Regions from separate parts of the Zea mays genome. Here region 2 is linked to region 1. The links are chromatin contacts, called in public Hi-C maps. All regions are on one chromosome and are shown on one strand. Each heading gives the region's core, a stretch centred on a gene start, on an enhancer-like site or on the middle of the called end of the contact. The rest is flanking DNA. Distances are from core to core; before and after follow the strand shown. Region 1 holds the start of LOC103626132 (phosphatidylinositol 4-phosphate 5-kinase 9). Region 2 holds the start of LOC100192768.

Region 1 (5,488 bases), core at 949-3,448:
ACCTTCACCATATACATAGCCACCAGAATACTCACCCTCATAGGTGGCTCCAGATGGCCATTCCGTCTTTCCTTGCCCATGCCTCATCCCTTTATTCCACTCACCATCATAGGTGCAACCATCTGACCAGCGATACTGGCCTGAACCCTCTGGTGTGTTCCCCAACAATGTGCCAGAATAAATATCTCCATTAGCAAACCTGATCTCTCCAACTCTGAAACCAGGAGTTGCTCCAACAGCAGTTGAATCTTGGCCATTTCCCAAACTGGCCAACACCTCATTTTCTATGTTGCAACTAGCGTCTCGGAATAACTCAACCCTTGCAGAATGGGAGACCGCTTCTAGCTCATTTGGAAGAGACACAGGGGCTGTCATGCATAAACCCTGGGAGGACTGATCCACAAAAATGCAAAAACTAATATCAAAAGCACTGCCTGAGAAAGGTTAGATGAGATATGTAAGCCATTCTGTTATATAAGATGCACTGGAATTAACCAAGTTATAAACATTCCATTTTAGGAACCTTTTCCGCAAATTGTTTTTTTTTACTGTCACCGGAGGGAGAGGCTCCCACCTGAATGGGTAGGAAATCGTGGGCGATAGGAATCGAACCCAGGACCGGCCGCTCGTAACTGCCGAGCATACCACTGAGCTACGGCTCAGTTCCTTTTTTTCCGCAAATTGCTATAAGATTAAAGAAGGGCGCAGAGAGGCTACAACAAACAATCTGTCCTACTGAGAGAACGATAGGACGGCGTTAATCTGGACTACTTGATCCTTTACCTTATTTCACCTTAAGGTGTTTGGAAGGAATTTTGCTCAATCTTGCTGAATTTACTACGGTCCTTTCTTATTTACCTTATGTCATGCATAAGCCGAAAGGCCCAACTGTTGACTGTTTGATGAATCCTGCTTAATCTGGAAGAATCAAGATTTACCTTAAGGCGTTTCGCATTGTGCTTTGGGTAGGGCAGATTTTTTTTTAACTGTAGCCTCCATGTGCCTTTCTTTAATCTTACAATGATGTGTGGAAAACAATTTGTAAAGATTTTTTATTAAGGATAAATTGCAACTAGGAATTTGTAGGTACATATCAACTCATATATGAAAAGAAAAATAGGCTCACAATTATCTCTAACCTCTACACAGCTCAGCCTAATCATGTACCACACATACGTAAGCAAGTATACTAGAGACAACACCGATATGGTTCAGAGTTTGAGAATCATGAATATAGTCTTCTTTTTTACTTTTACTTTTTTCTTTATAAAAGCAAAACAACTGATCATGTCTAACTCAGTGAGCGGAGGTACACGGATGATCATTGTAGTTTTGCATGGCCCTAATCGTCAACTGTGAACTTTATTTTCAGAAGAGTTGCACCTACACAAGACTACAGGAGGGGTAAGGAGTGGGGGGCAGCCGGGCAGGATTACCTCACGACTTCGGAAGGGGGGCTCGCCGGAGGGGAGGGAGGCCTCGTCGACGGTACTACCTCGCAGACCTGCAGAGATATGGAGAGGGAGGGAGAGGGAGAAGAGGGTGAGGACGGAGAGGATCCGTGCGGAGGGTCAACTCTAGTCTCCATGTAAAAAAAGGACAGTGGACTAGTGGAGGCAGGGGTGCGCTGCCAGACTAGAGGCAAGGGGAGGAGGAGGACTGAGAAGCGATGCTGTACTGCTGTGGACGGCGAAGACCCCGGCCGCCGGATCCACGAATCGCGTCGCGCCGATGGGGATCCGGCCGCGGGAGGAAGCGCTGCGCGTAGACTCACCCGGAACAAAGGATCGGAGGGTAGCTTGCCGGGGAGGAACGGTATTCGCCGGAGGAGGTGGAGAGGGTCGCGGGCGTCTGGGGCGGCGCAGTGCAGGCTGGGAATGAAGGAGACGGGAGGCGTCCCCGTGTGTTGTTGATCCTTGATCGGCGGGCGCGCGGAGGGGAGCCCCGGACGCGTCTGTCTCGCTGAGCTGCTGCCTGCTGGCTGCTGCTGATTCTGAAGTCCTCGTGTGGATGCTGCGGGGCCTGTGGGGGAGAGAGAGCAGAGCAGGTAGTAGACGTAGACGAGGACGCCGGCGGTGGTTAGCGATTGGATTTGGCCGCTTGGACTCGCTCACCGATCCTGGTCGTGGGGGAAAAAAAAGGGGCGAAAAGCTAGGTGATTGAAAGGGAAACAACAAACTATTAGTATATACTTATATATAATAATGGACGTCCCTTTTACACTATTTTATCAATGCCTCTGCTTACTTTTACTAATCTTTCCATCTTTTAGCTCTGGGGCCTGTATTACCCCCAAATTAAGTAAGTAGATGTGAAATGTCAATTCGGCCGTGATTGGGTACGTACGAGGCCAGATAAGAGCAAAAAAAAGTTCCATGCACTATCAGAACTTGAACTACTAAAATAATACTTCCCTCGCCGTTACACGTTTGATGGGAGCAAAAGTCAGGCGAAACACATTTTTTTAGCTTCATTTTCCCTTACAATATACTGTTACTTGCTAGAGGATTAATATTATCTGAACATCGTGCCTTCATTTAAGCTTTATGCCATAATTTTGTATATGTGACTTAACTAACTATCGGTTACAGTTTGTAAAAAAAAAGTACTCTCTCCATTTTTTTATTTGTCATATTTTAGTTAAAATAAACTAATGATAATAAATATTCGAGAACGGAGTTAATAATAAATATGTTTGTCATTTCTTGACGGAGTGAGTAAGAGATAGTACTATGTGTCCCGGTGATTAAATTTTCGGGCTTGATTTTTGAAGGCAAATGGCATTTTCTTTGACTGCTCTCGGCGCCGCCACGGCGGCTTCATTGGAGGGAGCGTCTAGTGATTGATGCTACTACGACCAGACCAAAAGAGCGATGGCTTGCACTTCTTCTGCTTCGTTTTTTTTTTCCGTTACCTTCTAGGCGATCGAACGGCTAGGGACTTTCTATTTGTTAATTGTACGAGGCAAAGCAGGGTAGCGATAGTACATTGGTGGCGGGACTATCCTAGGGCAATTGTGGTGGGTCAGCACCCCACATCAAAAGTCAATGCCCGTATGAGCCCCACATGCTAGTGGTGTGGTGATTGGGATATCAGCTTAAGGCATGCATAAGAGCAACTCCAATAGTTCTCTAAAAAATAGCTTGCTAAAATCATGTTTAGCAAGTTGCTAAATAGCTATTGAAAGTAAAAAATAACTTAGTCTCCAATAGTTGCTCATATTTATGAAGTAGCTCGATTTTGAATCTAGATTTAGCGGCCCTGCCCCTATGTGAGGGCGAAAGAGAAAAAGCCGGTCAATATGAACTATGGAGGAGTGGTGGTCCGGTGGCGCAACCTATGAGGAAGTTGGGTTCGATGGTGAAGGAGAAACTTGTGTCATACATGTTTGACTTAGTTATCTCATGCTAGAAAGTGAAAAAAGAGTGTGTTATACCTGTCTACCTCACTGTGTGGGAAAGTGAAAAATAATCACGCTAGTGTGAAGAAATTGACGTCAACTGTATTTAGGGAGTTCCTACCGAGTTGCTAAATGTGGAGAGTAAATAGAGTTGAATAGCAACTAAGTAAATTTAGCAAGTCTATTTAGAGAACCATTGGAGAAGTATTTTTCTATTTACTTCTTAAATTTAAGATTTAGAGAGTTGTTTAGAGAACTATTGTAGTTGCTCTAACTCCATTAACTAAGAGGCCTCTTGAGCGGGTCTCTAAAGGTTAAGTGAAAAAAAATCAGAGAGATGAGTCTGTCTCTTCACGATTTTTTTATATAATAACTATATTTATGATATATGCGCTCGGTCTATATTTTACACTTGAAAAACCAAACTAAAGGCTCTAAGTTGTACATGTCCTTATCAGTCAGTATAGATGGCCATCTGATCAAATTTAGACTGATCTGACTTAGAAAACTAAACCTTTTATATACTCTCCCGTCCTAAATTATAAATTATTTTATAATAATAGAGAAAGTATGATATAGCCCTCATAAGATTAGACAAATGCTGTCACCCTACCCGAATTTTTTATATTTTAGCTCTTCCTCAAAAAAAAATTCACGTTTGGACCTTAGAAAATTTTAATGTCATTTTTGGACCCTTTTCTCGGCGCCATAGCCAATGGCGCCGAGGTAACACAGCTCGGCGCCATAGGCTATGGCGCCGAGGTGCGTGCTACGCTGGCCCAACCTGAACGACGTGGCGCCAACGTGGTACCGAGCTCGGCGCCAAGATCTATGGCGCCAAGATCTATGGCGCCGAGCTCGGATATGTAACAACAAAGTATGTCTAGCTCAGTCGGTAGAGTACAAGACTTTTAACCTTGAGGTTGTGGGTTCAAGCTCCACGATGGACGTATTTTTTTATCACTAATTTGTTTTTTGTTGTCCATATTTTTCGTTTATGTCGCTGATTTGTCCGTCCAGATTTATTTTTCATCTAGTTTTTTTGTTTTTGTGACAAATTTATTTATTCATCTAGATATTTTTTGTTTTTGTTTTTGTTTATTCAAACTGCGTGACGCAAGTACCATGCACATAAGTAACCCACCCTATGGAAGTACGGAGTACTTTATAAAATCATCAAGTCACTGTTTATTTATACCTTGTATATTTATATTTTGGACTCTAATTATAATCTTTTTGGTTATTAAGTATATTTATATTTTGGACTCTAAAACTCCAATAATCTAATATATTCGAAATTATACTTTTTAATATTAATTAAAATTTATCATTGTACATAAGATTAACACAATCATTTGTTTATGATATAAATATTTTTAATATTTTAAATGGTGTACTTCAGTTTTTAGTATATTATTTAATGTTTAAAATCACTTGTAATTAGCGAGAGGACGGAATCAAGCTTAAGCATGTGGGGTTTACAATGCACCAAGGGCCAGACAGATTATTTACTATTAAACAAAATGTAATAAACAAATCAGTCGCAAAAGCAAAAACAAATCAAGATGAGAAATAAATTTAGACGGACAAATCAGCGGCATAAACGAAAAAAACCACGATGCACTATAGCTAAACCGGTGGCCGCTAACCAATGCAAGTACGTTTTCTTAAGCTTAATAAACGAAAAAAATATGGACGGATAAACAAATCAGTCACAAAAACAAAAAAATCTGGATAAAAAATAAATCTAGACGGACAAATCAGCGACATAAACGAAAAATCTGGACAACAAAAAAAATCAGTGACAAAGACAAAAAAAAGTATGAAAACATGTCTATCGTGGGGCTTGAACCCACAACCACAAGGTTAAAAGCCTTATGCTCTACCAACTGAGCTAGACAAGTTTTGTGTACATAATAAAGCTCGGCGCCAAGATCTATGGCGCCGAGCTTGGTGCCACGTCGGTGCCACAACGTCCGTTTGTGCCAGCGTAACACGCACCTCGGCGCCATAGCCTATGGCGCCGAGCTGTGTTACCTCGGCGCCATTGGCTATGGCGCCGAGCAAAGGGTCTAAAAATGACATTAA
Region 2 (5,447 bases), core at 1,120-3,619, 330 kb after region 1:
AGTGGTTACGCCTTATATCCTGAGACGGAGGGAGTAAAAGTAAAACTCTTAGGTAGTGTTTGGTTCGGTGTCAACGAGAGATGGGACGGGATCAATACTGTGCTGATCATGTCCCTTATTTTTTTTAGGAATGACCTCATCCATCATTTTTAAAGAATATTTCTTAACCCTAACTCTGAACCTCTAAATCAAACGCGAGTCAAATTAGAATGATCCTATCTTATCCATCCTCGTCCTTATTCGTCCCTCCTTCCAAACGCTACCTTACTGACACTGGCCTCGGCTGAGGCTATCCGCAGCGGTTCCCCCTAAATTTTTCCCCCTATATCACTTTTTTAAGTCACATCATCAACATTTCACCCCCTAAATTTTCATCTCCCGCAGCGGTTCCCCCTATATTATCCCTCTATACCCCACTACAACTATAAAATATTATTATCTAACCATATTTATCTTTTATTACTATTTTTTTAAACTATTAAATAGGGGAGCACTGTGCAAGGGGGCGCTACAGTGCTCCCCTTGATCTAGAGGACCTGTGCGGCCTCCCCTAGCACTGTAGCGCGTAGGGGGCCATTTGGAGGCCACTGCTGGGCGTGTAGAGCGCCTCTACGCGTCTACAGTGCTAGGGGGGAGGGGTGCGCTGCGGTCAGTCTGAGTAGACTTCACTCCGTTATCTAAATCAAAAGAACCTCTACGCAAAGGTACGGATCGAGTAATGCAGCAACGATGATTTTTATTGCAGATTAAAAAAACCGTACATCTGATTTGAGTAGGAGGTATATGTACTAATTAATTAATTAACACGGTCATGGATCCAGGCAACGGCAATAGAGTAGAGAAACCGTTGCTCAGGAAGCATTCCATTATTCTGACGGTCTCACCCGCTGCTTATGCGGCGGAGGGATGGTCCCTGAGGAAGCCGAGTAGCAGGTCGTTGACCTGCTCTGGGAGCTGCTCCTGCACGAAGTGGCTCCCCTCAGGGATGTAGGTGATCTTGAGGTCCGGCATGAAGTTGTCCATGACGCCGCCGCGCATGGCGGTCTCGAACCCCGGGAACTTGAACGCGTAGTCCTTCTCCCCCATCACCATGAACACCGGCACCTGGAACTTGGCGTCCAGCCGGTTCGGGAGCTTGTGCATAGATCTGCGCAATCAAATTTTCCCATGGAAGCCAAAAAAGCAATTAATGAACATCAGAGAGATCTGCCGTTTGGCCGGCGAAAGGAGTGGCTACCTGTACGGCATCTTGAGCGGGTACCCGAAGCCGGACTTCTCGTAGAGCTTGGCGTAGGCGTCCAGGTCCTCCTCGGTGAACCACTCCGGGAGGGGCGTGGACAGGTCGGCCAGGTCCATGATCTCCTGCCCTTCCTTGGCAATCGGGATCTCGGCGCCGGCGAAGAGCACGTAGATGGTGCGCACCACGCGCCTCACGTCGAACCGGCCGAAGTCGGCCTCCGCCCTGCCCGGCTCCTGAACAAGAAGAGAAAGCAAAAGGAGAACACCAGCTCAAGAAGAAGAAGAATACTAGAATAGCAAGAGCTGTATGTATGCAGTCAGTGGCGGGCGGCTACGCACGCGCCAGCGCAGGATGTAGAATCCTTCGGGCATGATGGCGTCGAAGGACATGGGAGCCGGGTTGAAGGGGATGCCCAGGCACACCACGCCGAGGGTGCGGCCCGGGTGCTGCAGCGCGAACTCGTACGCCGGCATGGCGCCGAAGTCCTTGCCCACCAAGAACGCCTGCACGCGCGCGGCAACAGCAGCTCAGATCTTGGAGACATGGATTGGACGCTCCTCCTTTTCGTCCCGTTCGGTGGGCTACCGCCGCAGCCGCTGCTTTACCTTCGGGACGCTGAGGGCGTCGAGGATGCCCAGCACGTCGGCGATGAGGTCGTCAGGAGAGACCTCCTCGTGCTCCGGCGGCTGCTCCGACAGGCCGTACCCGCGGCAGTCCGGCGCGATGGCGCGGTACCCCGCCGCGGCCACGGCCCGCATCTGGTGGCGCCACGAGTACCATATCTCCGGGAAGCCGTGCAGGAACACCACCGTGCCCAGTTCACCTGCGGCACACGAACCAACGGCACCAGCCGGCCAGCCGTGCGGCCCGCAGGCCGTAGCCCATGAATGATCGATACTCTGCCTGCTCCGCTGGGATCCATCGGCTCAAAGCAACGATGAGGACTCACCTGTGCCTACTTGTGCGACGTGGAGGTTGAGGCCGCGGATGGGGAGGTGGGTGTGCTCGATCTCCTGCGCCATTGCTGCTCGCTCTTCAAGGACGGCCGGCGAGTGGGATGTCTCATCAGCAGATCATCAGTTTTATAGGGACATTTTGGGGATTAGTGAGATATCTCAACTTTCAAGTCTGTCTGTTCTTCAAAAAAAAAACGAAAACGAAAAGAAGGCCATGGCCATTCAAGGTTGAACACTTGAACTTTCCCTCGGTATTTTTTTTTTCGTACTCAGTCCAGTCCGATATGCAATTTTCGATCCAGTTTTTGGTATATTTCGGTCTAAAATCTGAAATTCAAAAGTCAAATAAAACGGGGTTTTCCCAAATTCCAAACCGAAAATGTAATCCCTGATTCAGACACGGTGATCAGTCTCCCACGTGCCTACTCTGCCTTGGACTTGTCGTTTGTTGTTTTCCGAAGACGAGACGAGGACAAACACTTGACAGGCAGGAACCGTAGAATCCATCGATCAGCATCACCGCACGTCCGCACCAGTGGCGTCCAAGACCATTTGGGGGCCTACTCACAGTACAATAATGGTTTCTTGTCTCCTTTTCCACGCCGAGCTGCGCTTGAAAAAGATGGCGTCTTTGTTTTCTGAAAAACTAATCGATTCAAATCTAACTAGCTCTATACAATACGGCATTATTTTTTTAAATAGTTTCAGTATAGAATTATATTATATGATTAATCTAATACTCTCTGGCCATTCTATATTATAACTGCTTTTGCTATTCTAGATATCTACTTTTAGTATTTATCAATACATTATATCTATCTACATCTAAAAACTATGTATTTATAAAAGTCAGAATGACTTGTAATTTCAAATTAAACCAGAGCAATCTTAATTTAGTATCATATTTTTATACATTTAGTTAAACTTATCATTGCTTGTTTTTTTTCCAAAAAAAACTGAGATAATACATGTATTTCGATGGATTATGGTCAAGTTTTATTACTATTCATTTTTAAACCAAAATTATTTAAGGGCTATAACTTTTTATAAAATGATATTTGAATGGTGATCCATTGCCATCCCTACTCGTAGCAGACTAAATTATCATAACACTGAGTAAAGAGAAGCCACTGGTGTATTGCTGCAGCTGCAACCACAATCTAGAAAATCAGAACCGAACAGTCTATCCTTACTTTGTTTGTAATGATAGGCTTCTTACTCTATTACCAGTACGTAGTGACATAATAATACGTGAAGCGCATTGTCAGAAACTCAAAATCACGTGGAGACTTGTTAATTGACTGTTGGAATTTCATTGACGCTTCGCCTATTGACATCCAGGCACTTATGCGACACTGCCACCCGTCTCTCTCTCTTCAAATCACATGTTGGTTAGACAATCCTTTGTCACCCGCTTCTAGAATCCAAAAGTCCATATGCTTCGGTTTAATGCACTGGGTATCCATTAAATTTTGTACGATATTAGTTAGGTCCTCGTCATCTCCAAAAAAATAAATTTATAATTTATAAGAAAATTTTGTAGTTTATCCACAAAAATCCATACCCTCTATATTTATTGTTGACAACTAAAATTGACTATTTTAAGAAATTGTCAAAATATAGAATAGGTTTCACCATTGTGTTTTGTTAGATTCTATAGTGCCTAGGATCGATTCATAAGCCTCTAAAATATCAATCCGCAACTACAATACCTTCATTATTGTTCATAGCCACCATCGCGGTGGCGTCTTGCAGTGAAGACCCGCCGCCTCCTCCTCCTCCTCGATCTTGCTGCGTGTGACGAGGAGACTGTTTTTCGTCGTTGATCGGTGGTGGATCGACTCCTCCAGTGACACCTACAGTGGAGGCTCAAATCCCGGTCCCGATGGGGAGATGGGGATCTAAGATATAGTCACAGCTCTTCCAGTCACTCCAAGCGCCTAGGAGATCGGTTCCTCATAGAATGTTGATTAGGGTTTTGTGGTCGAGTGATTAGTGTTGGCTAAACCCGTCGGCCCCCTTAATCTATTTATATGGCGTCGTGTGACCGGGGTCTGAAACCAACGGTTAGGATACCCCTCCCCTCGATCAAGGGCGCGGTTAGACGGTTAGGATTAACCCTACCTTGGTTACTGTTAACCGGCTAGTGTAGAGGACACATCCTAACAATCTCCCCTTTGTTCTCTACATACCTCTCACTCAAATTTTTATGAATTCCATACTTTGACAAATTTACACGTAGAGACCAATGTGTGACAATGATCTATTAAGTATCACTGCACTCATTGACTACAACATGCTCCCCTGCTTCAGAACGAAAAGACTTTACAAGATTGCAATATGTAGCCCCTATGATTCAGGGTCATAGGTACTCCCTTAATCCCATGCTGGCTACGTGCTTACTAAACACACTGGATGGAAGACCTTTTGTGAGCGGATCTGCAAGCATCTGATGGGTTCTTATATGCTCAACTTCAATGGTGTGATCCAGAATCTTCTCCTTAAAAATATAACACTTAATGTCAATATACTTAGCAGCGCCACTTGACTTATTGTTATGGGAGAAAAATACCGCTGGCTCATTGTCGCAATAAATTCTAAGTGGTCGTTCTATGCTATCAACCAATCTTAATCTGGGTACGAATTTGTTTATCCATATCGCATGTCCAGTTGCCTCATACGTAGCTACAAACTCAACGCGCATTGTCGACGATTCTCTCACTGTCTGTTTGCAACTCTTCCAAGAAATAGCTCCTCTAGAGAGCATAAATATATACCCTAAAGTGGACTTTAGTGTACTCTACGCCCCCCAGTCGGCATCTGCATAACCAACTATTTTTAGGGGACTAGATCTTCTATACGTAAGCATGAGACCTTTAGTACTTTGCGGGTACCTTATAGCCTTCTTGACTGCTTTCCAGTGATCTATGCCTGGATTCTTCTGATAGCGTCCAAGCATCCCGGTGGTAAATGCTAAGTCAGGGTGAGCACATACTTGAGCATACATAATGCTTCCAATAGCTAAAGCATATGGTATTGAGTTTATATTTTTTCTCATACTGATTCTTTGGGACACTGATATTCTCCAAACTTATCACCCTTGATTATTGGACCAAACGAGACATTACACTTGTGCATATTGTACCTCTTTAGTACGTTTTCTATACATGACTTCTGTGAGAGTCCTAATACTCCCTTTTGAGTGTCTGTGTGAATTTCTTTTCCAATAACATAAGAGGCTTCTCCCATGT

What was found. Hi-C and Micro-C count contacts between places; a contact is called where the count stands out from the background.
Region 2: a contact with region 1 is called in a Hi-C map of endosperm, with 2.5 times the contacts expected there. The contact joins the promoter of LOC100192768 here to the promoter of LOC103626132 in region 1. A contact is called at or near these places in 2 of 25 Hi-C or Micro-C datasets (bundle sheath and endosperm).

What each region holds. Positions count from the first base shown.
Region 1 is chr5:25,261,485-25,266,972 of Zm-B73-REFERENCE-NAM-5.0, forward strand. It overlaps LOC103626132 (phosphatidylinositol 4-phosphate 5-kinase 9), which reads right to left and starts at 2,199. Exons shown (of 10, transcript XM_008646519.3): 1 at 1,775-2,199; 2 at 1,437-1,504; 3 at 1-393. The coding sequence starts at 375. It overlaps TRNAK-UUU (transfer RNA lysine (anticodon UUU)), which reads right to left and starts at 5,304; the gene lies at 5,232-5,304.
Region 2 is chr5:25,594,345-25,599,791 of Zm-B73-REFERENCE-NAM-5.0, forward strand. LOC100192768 reads right to left here and starts at 2,370. Exons shown (of 5, transcript NM_001347650.1): 1 at 2,190-2,370; 2 at 1,846-2,063; 3 at 1,579-1,743; 4 at 1,238-1,473; 5 at 718-1,147. The coding sequence starts at 2,262. The coding sequence ends at 892.